2 separate regions of the Sus scrofa genome follow, and region 1 is linked to region 2. A link is a contact called in public Hi-C data. All regions are on one chromosome and are shown on one strand. The core of a region is the stretch at or near the end of the contact, and the rest is flanking DNA. Distances in the headings are between cores, read along the strand shown. Region 1 holds the start of LOC110261387. Region 2 has its middle 31 kb from the start of RERE.

Region 1 (3,745 bases), core at 156-2,655, 62 kb after region 2:
TAGGTATTCTTTGGAAAAAGGGGGGAAGAAAACCAAAAAAAAAATCAAAACTGTACATACCATAGGCCATTTCTGAGGCTTTAAGGTGCTAACACACATTATAAATTTATTTGACCTCAGTACACTCAAAAGACTTGCAGCAAATTAGGATACCATGAAGACAGTTTGGGAAACACCAACTCGGGTAGGCAGGCAGATAGACAGGTAGAGTCACAGGATATAAAAGAACAAAATGAATATAACAAAATGATCTCACCTCAAAAAGAGAGCATAACTGACTACCAGTTATGACTATGTAGTTTCTTAAAGCAAAACAAACTGTTAGATAAGCTATTGAAAGCAACAAGAGCGGCACCAGATGTCAGGGAAAATGAAGATGGGAAAACATGATAGGCTATGAAAAAAATTCCCTCTCCACAGGCCACGGCTCAGAATTCCTCCCACTGGCTCAGCTCCGACTGAGCACCCCATGAGAGCTGCAGGCGGGGTGAGCACGCCGTCATCTAGAAGGTGGGAAGGGAGCTTAAGAAGTGGTCTGGCCCCAAACCCTTTGCCAACAGTGATGATAACCAACAACCTAACAGCTCTTCTTTCTCAGGAAATGGCAATTAAATACATTAAGAGTGCTTAGTGAAAGTGGAAGCCAAGGCCTAAAGACACAGAGAAACCAGAAGAGAAAGAGCTGAGTGACGAGCAGAGGTGGGCCAGCTCTGGATGTCTAGTGCCTTGTGCAAGAAAGAAATAGCTCCTTTCAGTAAAAAAAAATGCAAGTTCATATAAAAAATGCAAGTTCAGTAAAAAATGCAAGTTCAACCTGAACAACTCATACGGCAGCCCCGGCAGCTGGATGGCATGACCCACGCAGACAGGAGGGAGGGAAGGGAAAGAGGAGCACAGGGGTGGGGAGCTCGGGCACTGGCTTCGACAAGGAGCATCGAGTTTAAATTCACCCCGGTGATGTCTTCATATATCAAACACTTTTTTGTTTGTTTGTTTGTTTTTTGCTGTTTCTTGGGCGGCTCCCACGGCATATGGAGGTTCCCAGGCTAGGGGTCCAATTGGAGCTGTAGCTGCCAGCCTACGCCAGAGCCACAGCAACACAGGATCCGAGCCGCATCTGCGACCTCCACCACAGCTCACGGCAACACCGGATCATTAACCCACTGAGCAAGGGCAGGGACCGAACCCGCAACCTCATGGTTCCTAGTCGGATTCATTAACCACTGCGCCACGACAGGAACTCCTATCAAACACGTTTTTACATCAGTGGCCAGAGCCTACCCATCCCGCGAGGAGTCAAGCAAAGCGTGGATACACCTCCCCTGTGTAGCCAGGTCCTATCCAGGGAGGCAGAGGTTTCCAGAGCTTCCCCAGACAGCGTCTGTGAATTCATACATGCAGACACATGCCCACATTCTCGCCCACTCACACCCCCCTGAACTGTATTCACCCGACACACATTAAGCGCCACTGTCACTCCACCCCCTCCTGCCCGCCATTCCCAGAAGAAGAAAGGGGGTCAGCTCTGGGAGGACAGCTGGTGGACACAGTACGTGTCAGCGAATGTGGCATGCATGCTCTGCTGAGGGTGGGCATGTCCATGTGTGTGCATCTTTTGCAGGAGGGGCCCTCCCATCTATACTCTGTCTGGAGATGCTGCATGGCCATGCCTGCTTCAGTTGGTCCACACCCAGTGCAAACACTGGCCCCTTGTGAGCACTGTCTTTATGCTACACGCAGTCTGGACAACCATACACAGCCCTGGCACTAGCGTATATGGGTCAACAGCTCTTCCTGCCGAGGAGGCAACGAGGTAATCTGGTCACTAAGCTGGGCAGGATCCATACACCTAAGAGCATTCCAGCATCCATGAGGCTGTCTGAACCGGGGGTGCTTCTGTGAGGCCTGACTCTCAAGTTTAAATTTCTGTTCCACTTTTCCCGAAGACTTGGAAGATTTTCTGTTCCTTGTCCAAAACCCTTCCAAATCACATATACAACTAGTTTAAAATCAAGGCATGACCCACAGCTTCAACTTCTGATGCAAAAGCCCAAGACAAATAGGCTGTAAGGATTCCTCAAATACCAAGTGATCTATGAATTAGAGATCTTACCATTTTTTAACATAACCATATAAGGAAATATTCCACAGTTAAATATGTTGCTTACCAATGCTGACATACTAGCAAATTTTACCAAATAAAAACAACAATTTTACACTGGCACAAAAAACCTCTTATACAGTATTAGCAGCCCCACTGACCTAGTTACCTAATACATAGACAAGTATGACATCTTACACTGCTTGCCAAACCAACAAGTTAGTTACACAAACCACAATTCCAAACAAAACTCCAATCTAGTAAATATATTTCATGTGTCAGCATGTTTGAGTTATTTGTGGTCGAACACTCATTAAAGTGACTTAAGCAATCTTAACCATTTTCTAACACTCAAATGCTCATTCCTCCTTTGTCATTTAAAAAAACACTAGAACTCGAAGTTTCTGATGTGGCCCAGGGGAAAGGAATCCAACTAGGAACTATGAGGTTGCCTGTTCGATCCCTGGCCTCTATCAGTGGGTTAAGGATCCGGCGTTGCCCTGAGCTGTGGTATAGGTCACAGACGTGGCTTGAATCCTGCGTTGAGGTGGCTGTGGTATAGGCCAGCAGCTACAGCTCCAATTCGACCCCTAGCCTGGGAACCTCCATATGCTGCAAGTGTGGCCCTAAAAATCAAAAACAAACAAACAAACCAAAACACTAGAACAAGAAACAAAGCACAAGCCAATGGGCTCACTGAAATCACACTTAAATAGGACAAGTAAAGCGACAAATTTGGAATAACTACCAAAATATTAATAATTAACAATCACTTAACTACGATTTAAGAGGAATTTCTGGTTGTTGAAAAACCCTATGATGAACGAGAGCATAGCTTTATCAGAAACTGATTATCTCAGACAAAAGAGTATTATTTCAGGGTATGCATTTGTGTGTGTGATGAAGTTCACAGCTATGTTACATTAATGACTCACTTAAACATCTGAATCTTCTGCTATCTAACCTTTAAATCAACTGCAAAAGAAGCTGCCAAAAACAGTTAGTAGAAGAGCACAAAATTCCCCAAGGAATTTGGTGTACACAACTTATTTTACTACTTAAATGTTTTTGGGATTACTGATTTGAACACATTGTTAAAGATTCAAAACTAAATTTAAAAGCAAGGGGTACTTACTAAATTCATAATAATATTCAACATACTCCGGATTTTAGAAGGGCACAGCTGATATTCGTGTGTGTGTGTGTGTGTGTGTGTGTGTGTGTATAGAGCGTCGGGCTCTATTGTACACTGCTGTACAATATTACATATGTTTGTTCTCTGTTACAGGACCTGACCGTGATCATTGTCTCACTTTTTAAAAACTTTCTGACGAACCAATAAGTCAAAGTTGAAAAAGTAACCGGTGCATTGATTTTCTGATCGGGATTACCTTTTTTGTTATGAATTAGTTCTCAGTTACTCTAGTTACCTTGAAACAAAACATTGGCAGAGAATATCCTGGACTGACATTGCCTGACTCTATTCCTGCTGAACAAATAATACATTTGAACTGTTTTCCTTTCACTGTAAAAGATCCACAACTTTAGAGATTACACTCTAAATTTTGAAAGCAAAGTGAATCAGGAATCACAATCCTAAAAGCAGCCAGTCTGGAACAGAAGATGTTTATTCTGTACTGAATC
Region 2 (4,032 bases), core at 1,109-3,608:
TTTTGGTCTTTTTGCCATTTCTTGGGCCACTCCCGCCGCAGCATATGGAGATTCCCAGGCTAGGAGTCTAATAGGAGCTGTAGCCACCGGCCTACACCACAGCCACAGCAACTCAGGATCTGAGCCGCATCTACGACCTACACCACAGCTCACGGCAACGCCAGATCCTTAACCCACTGAGCAAGGCCAGGGATCAAACCCGCAACCTCGTGGTTCCTAGTCGGATTCGTTAACCACTGCGCCCTAGTCGGATTCGTTAACCACTGCGCCCTAGTCGGATTCGTTAACCACTGCGCCCTAGTCGGATTCGTTAACCACTGCGCTCCTGTTCATCCTTTTTCTGAAGATGCAGAAGCAGAACTTTCAGAGTGCCAGTTCAGCCAAGCAACATCCGCATCCAGGACCCTCAGGTAACAAAATCAAGGTGTTCCTGTTGTGCCTCTGCGGGAATGAATCGACTAGTATCTATGAGGGTGGGGTTTGATCCCTGGCATAGGACCAAATATTCAGAAACCTCGGGGAAGGACTTCCCCCTGCCCCTCAAGGAATCAAAAATCAATCACACTCTTATTCCAAAATCTCCAAAAATGTAGTTCCTTGAAAAAAGAGTTATATAATTTTGAGGAATTTACATTTCTTCAGTTGTTGAAATTTTCAAAAAGAACTGCAAGTTAAAGAGAACTCATGTGAACTGTAAACAGTTCTGAGCTTCGTCCATGTCCAGGAATCAGGCAAATTATTCAAAATTATGGAGACTCAAGTCCAATGAAGTGGCACTAGTTGAAGTATTTCAACTTCCCTTCTAGAATCCTGCAACTTAAACATTTGGCAAGTCAGTGACCACCTGAGGGCAATGTCGGCCCCAAATAAAAGTTTTAAATAGTTTGAGACTGTTGTTAACTAGCAATAGTTCAGCAGAAATGATAAAAAGTAATGAGCAATACATCCAGAAATGAGCATGAAATACACTAGGGAATCTAGGCACGTGGTGTAGGCACATTCCTGCTATCACCCAGCTCAACTCCAAGGGCAGCCACAACTCCACTGACAACTGTACCATCAAGCACTTTTTTTTCTTTTTTTTTCTTTTTTTTTTGCTTTTTAGGGCCACACCTATGGCATATGGAGGTCCCCAGGCTAGGGGTGGAAACGGAGCTGTAGCTGCCGGCCTACGCCAAACCCACAGCAACGCAGGATCCAAGCAGCCTCTGAGACCTACACTACAACTCAAAGCAATGCCAGATCCTTAACCCACTGAGCAAGGCCAGGGATCAAACCCGCATCCTCATGGATCCTAGTCGGGTTCTCTAAGCACTGAGCCACGAAGAGATCGCCCCATCAAGCACTCTTGATGCCAATGCTGTTCCTTCTGTTCAGAAACACACCCGCCCCCATCCAGCCCTGCACAGGGTGAAACCACACCCCTCCAAGATCCATCTCAGCCTTTACCCCCTCTGGCACTCCTTGGCAGAACCTCTCTGGCACCTTATTAGGGTCTTTACCTGACACCTACCACTCACTGTGCTTTGTTGATAATTAAGCCTCTTCCCACTCCCCACACCCTCAGAGTGGAGCCTGCAGCCCAAGTCATCTTTCCATCCCTGTCACCCACCGCAAAGCCCAGCATTCCCACAATTTACCAAGGGCGTGTGTGCCAGACACGGTGCTGCAGTACATACATTAACTCATCTAACCCTCACGACAATCCCAGGGATGGTATATAATTTCCAATCTACATACAGATGAGTGAGTGGGGACCCAGAGGGCTTAATAAATTATCTACGCCCACACAGCTAGTGAGTGCTGGGTGGAACTGGCAGGCTCACCCAGGCAATTAGGCTCCAGAACCCACGCTCTTAAGGTCTATGCTAGTAGGAACCCAGACACTTGGTAAATGTAACCAGATGGAATTTCTAGGGATTCTTTCCAGATAAACAAGCAAATAATTATCTTTAAGACAGCACATGTTGGAGTTTCCTTCGTGGCTCAGTGGAAACAAATCTGACTAATATCCATGAGGACGCAGGTTTGATTCCTGGCCTCGCTCAGTGGGATAAGGATCAGCATTGCCGTGACTGTGGTGTAGGCCATCGGCTACAGCTCCAACCCGACCCCTTAGCCTGGAACCTCCATGCAGAAAAAAGACAGCATATTTTTTTTATTAGTTTTTCTATTTGTGGACAATTTCCATCACTTCTATTATTTGATCTTTCAGTAACATTTAACACTGATAACTCCCCTCCTTCGGTGGTGCCTTCTATTTTTGTGGCCAATCTTCCTCAGGCTCCTGAGCAGACTCTTCTGCCTGTGAACAGACCTCAGGACAGTGATCCACAGGAGCTACCGTGGGCCCTCCTGTCACCTCTTCCCTCATACACTCCCTGAACAATCTCCAACCCAAGTCCTCGTCCAGAGCCCACGACCCATACACATGACCAGCTCCTGGATAGCTCCACACAGGTGTCCTGTACTTCAAATTGAGCACATCTCAAACCGAATACACTGTCCATCCCTCTCCCCAGTGGGGTCATATCAGAGCACTGTATCAGCCTGAGTCCAATCAGGAGCGAGAAACACAGTAATGTGAACAAGAAAAGTTGTCTTTAAAAAAGGTATGATTAACTACAGCAGGGACTGGGAATTGGCTAGTAAGAGGTAAAAAGAACTCTAAAGAATAAAGGAACAGATGACATCAATTCAACAGAAATGATCATATAGCATAATAAATCATCACCACACCCTTGCAGCTGAGTCAGAGCCCCCTCAAGAGCCCCCCAGTCCTAGGGCTTGAGATCCAGACCTTGTTGGAGAGGGCTTACATCAGCAGAATGTCTGGAAATCTGCCCTCTGGAACTTGCCAGAAATCTGTCCTCTAGAATGACAAAGAAAGTTGTTTGTGGGGAAGCCTCTCACGGAGGCACTCTGAGGGAGAGGGCGGGCAGGGACAGAGCAGCAGGAGCCTGGACACGGAGAAGCCCCACATGCTACAGGAGCCTGCCAGGCAAGCGCCCTGGAGCCAGCAAGGAATCCTCCTCCTGCAGCCTCCTACATCCTGCTGGCTGCCCAAGGGAAAGTAGTTAAAGGGTCCACATTCATTTTTCCCAAAGCAGGCATCGAAGGGCAAGCTTAGAGGTGAGAGGGAAGGAGCCAGAAATCTAGGAGCATCCTCGATTCTCCCCTCAATCATCAAGGGCTGTAGGTTCTATTTTCCTTTTTTTTTTTTTTTTTTTTTTTTTTTTGGTCTTTTTGTCATTTCTTGGGCTGCTCCCGCGGCATATGGAGGTTCCCAGGCTAGGGGTCTAATTGGAGCTGTAGCTGCCAGCCTACACTAGAGCCATAGCAACGCGGGAACCTCATGGTTCCTAGTCGGATTCGTTAACCACTGCGCCACGACGGGAACTCCTGTAGGTTCCATTTTCTAAGTATTTCTTGAACCCACCCGCATCTCTCCCCCGCCACTGCCCCAGCTTCGGCTCGCAGCATCTACCACTATCCTAGTCATAAGCCTCACAGCACTGACACGCCTACTTTTTCCTCTGGAACTGCAACCACGAGGATCTTCGTAAAAGGCAAATCCAATCCTGTTAATCCACTGCTTAAAACCTCTCAGGCTGATATCAAGCGTCCATAGGATGGGATCCAAGCTAGTAATGGCTTTGAAAGTTCCCCTGTGTCCTCCCTCCTCAAAATCTACGCTCTATTCATTAGGGACTGGTTTGCCACGTGAGAAGACAACTGTTTTGCTTGCTTGCTTTTTGCTGTTTTGCTGTTTTGTTTGGCCTCTGGGCTGCTGCTCAGGAGTTTCCTCTCCCTGAAACAGCCTTCCTTTGCCCCAGTAATGCCACACTCACTTTTCAGGCAGTTGATTCTTCATCGCTCTTCAAGTCTCAATATAGATGCCTCCTGCTCCAAGTTAGGTGCCCCTGCTCAGTACACCCAATAGAACCCTCCTCCCCATTTAGAACCCTACCACACATAATGGTAATGGTAACTAACTTATCTTCCTTATATTTGTGTCTATAAAGGTAAGAT

Evidence for each region. Hi-C and Micro-C count contacts between places; a contact is called where the count stands out from the background.
Region 1: a contact with region 2 is called in a Hi-C map of fetal liver, with 1.8 times the contacts expected there. The contact joins the promoter of LOC110261387 here to the enhancer-like site in region 2. A contact is called at or near these places in 8 of 47 Hi-C or Micro-C datasets (alveolar macrophages, embryonic fibroblasts, epiblast stem cells and 3 more).

The regions. Positions count from the first base shown.
Region 1 is chr6:69,350,884-69,354,628 of Sscrofa11.1, forward strand. It overlaps LOC110261387, which reads left to right and starts at 1,406. Exons shown (of 4, transcript XM_021097591.1): 1 at 1,406-1,588; 2 at 1,741-1,813. The coding sequence starts at 1,406.
Region 2 is chr6:69,287,798-69,291,829 of Sscrofa11.1, forward strand. No RefSeq gene overlaps it. Among named protein-coding and RNA genes, the nearest start is that of RERE, 31 kb to the left of the region's middle. Within about 2 kb of position 2,359, at least 7 of the 83 cell types and tissues checked have an H3K27ac peak or open chromatin away from gene starts, as enhancers often do. A contact at or near this core is called in fetal liver, where this site is marked.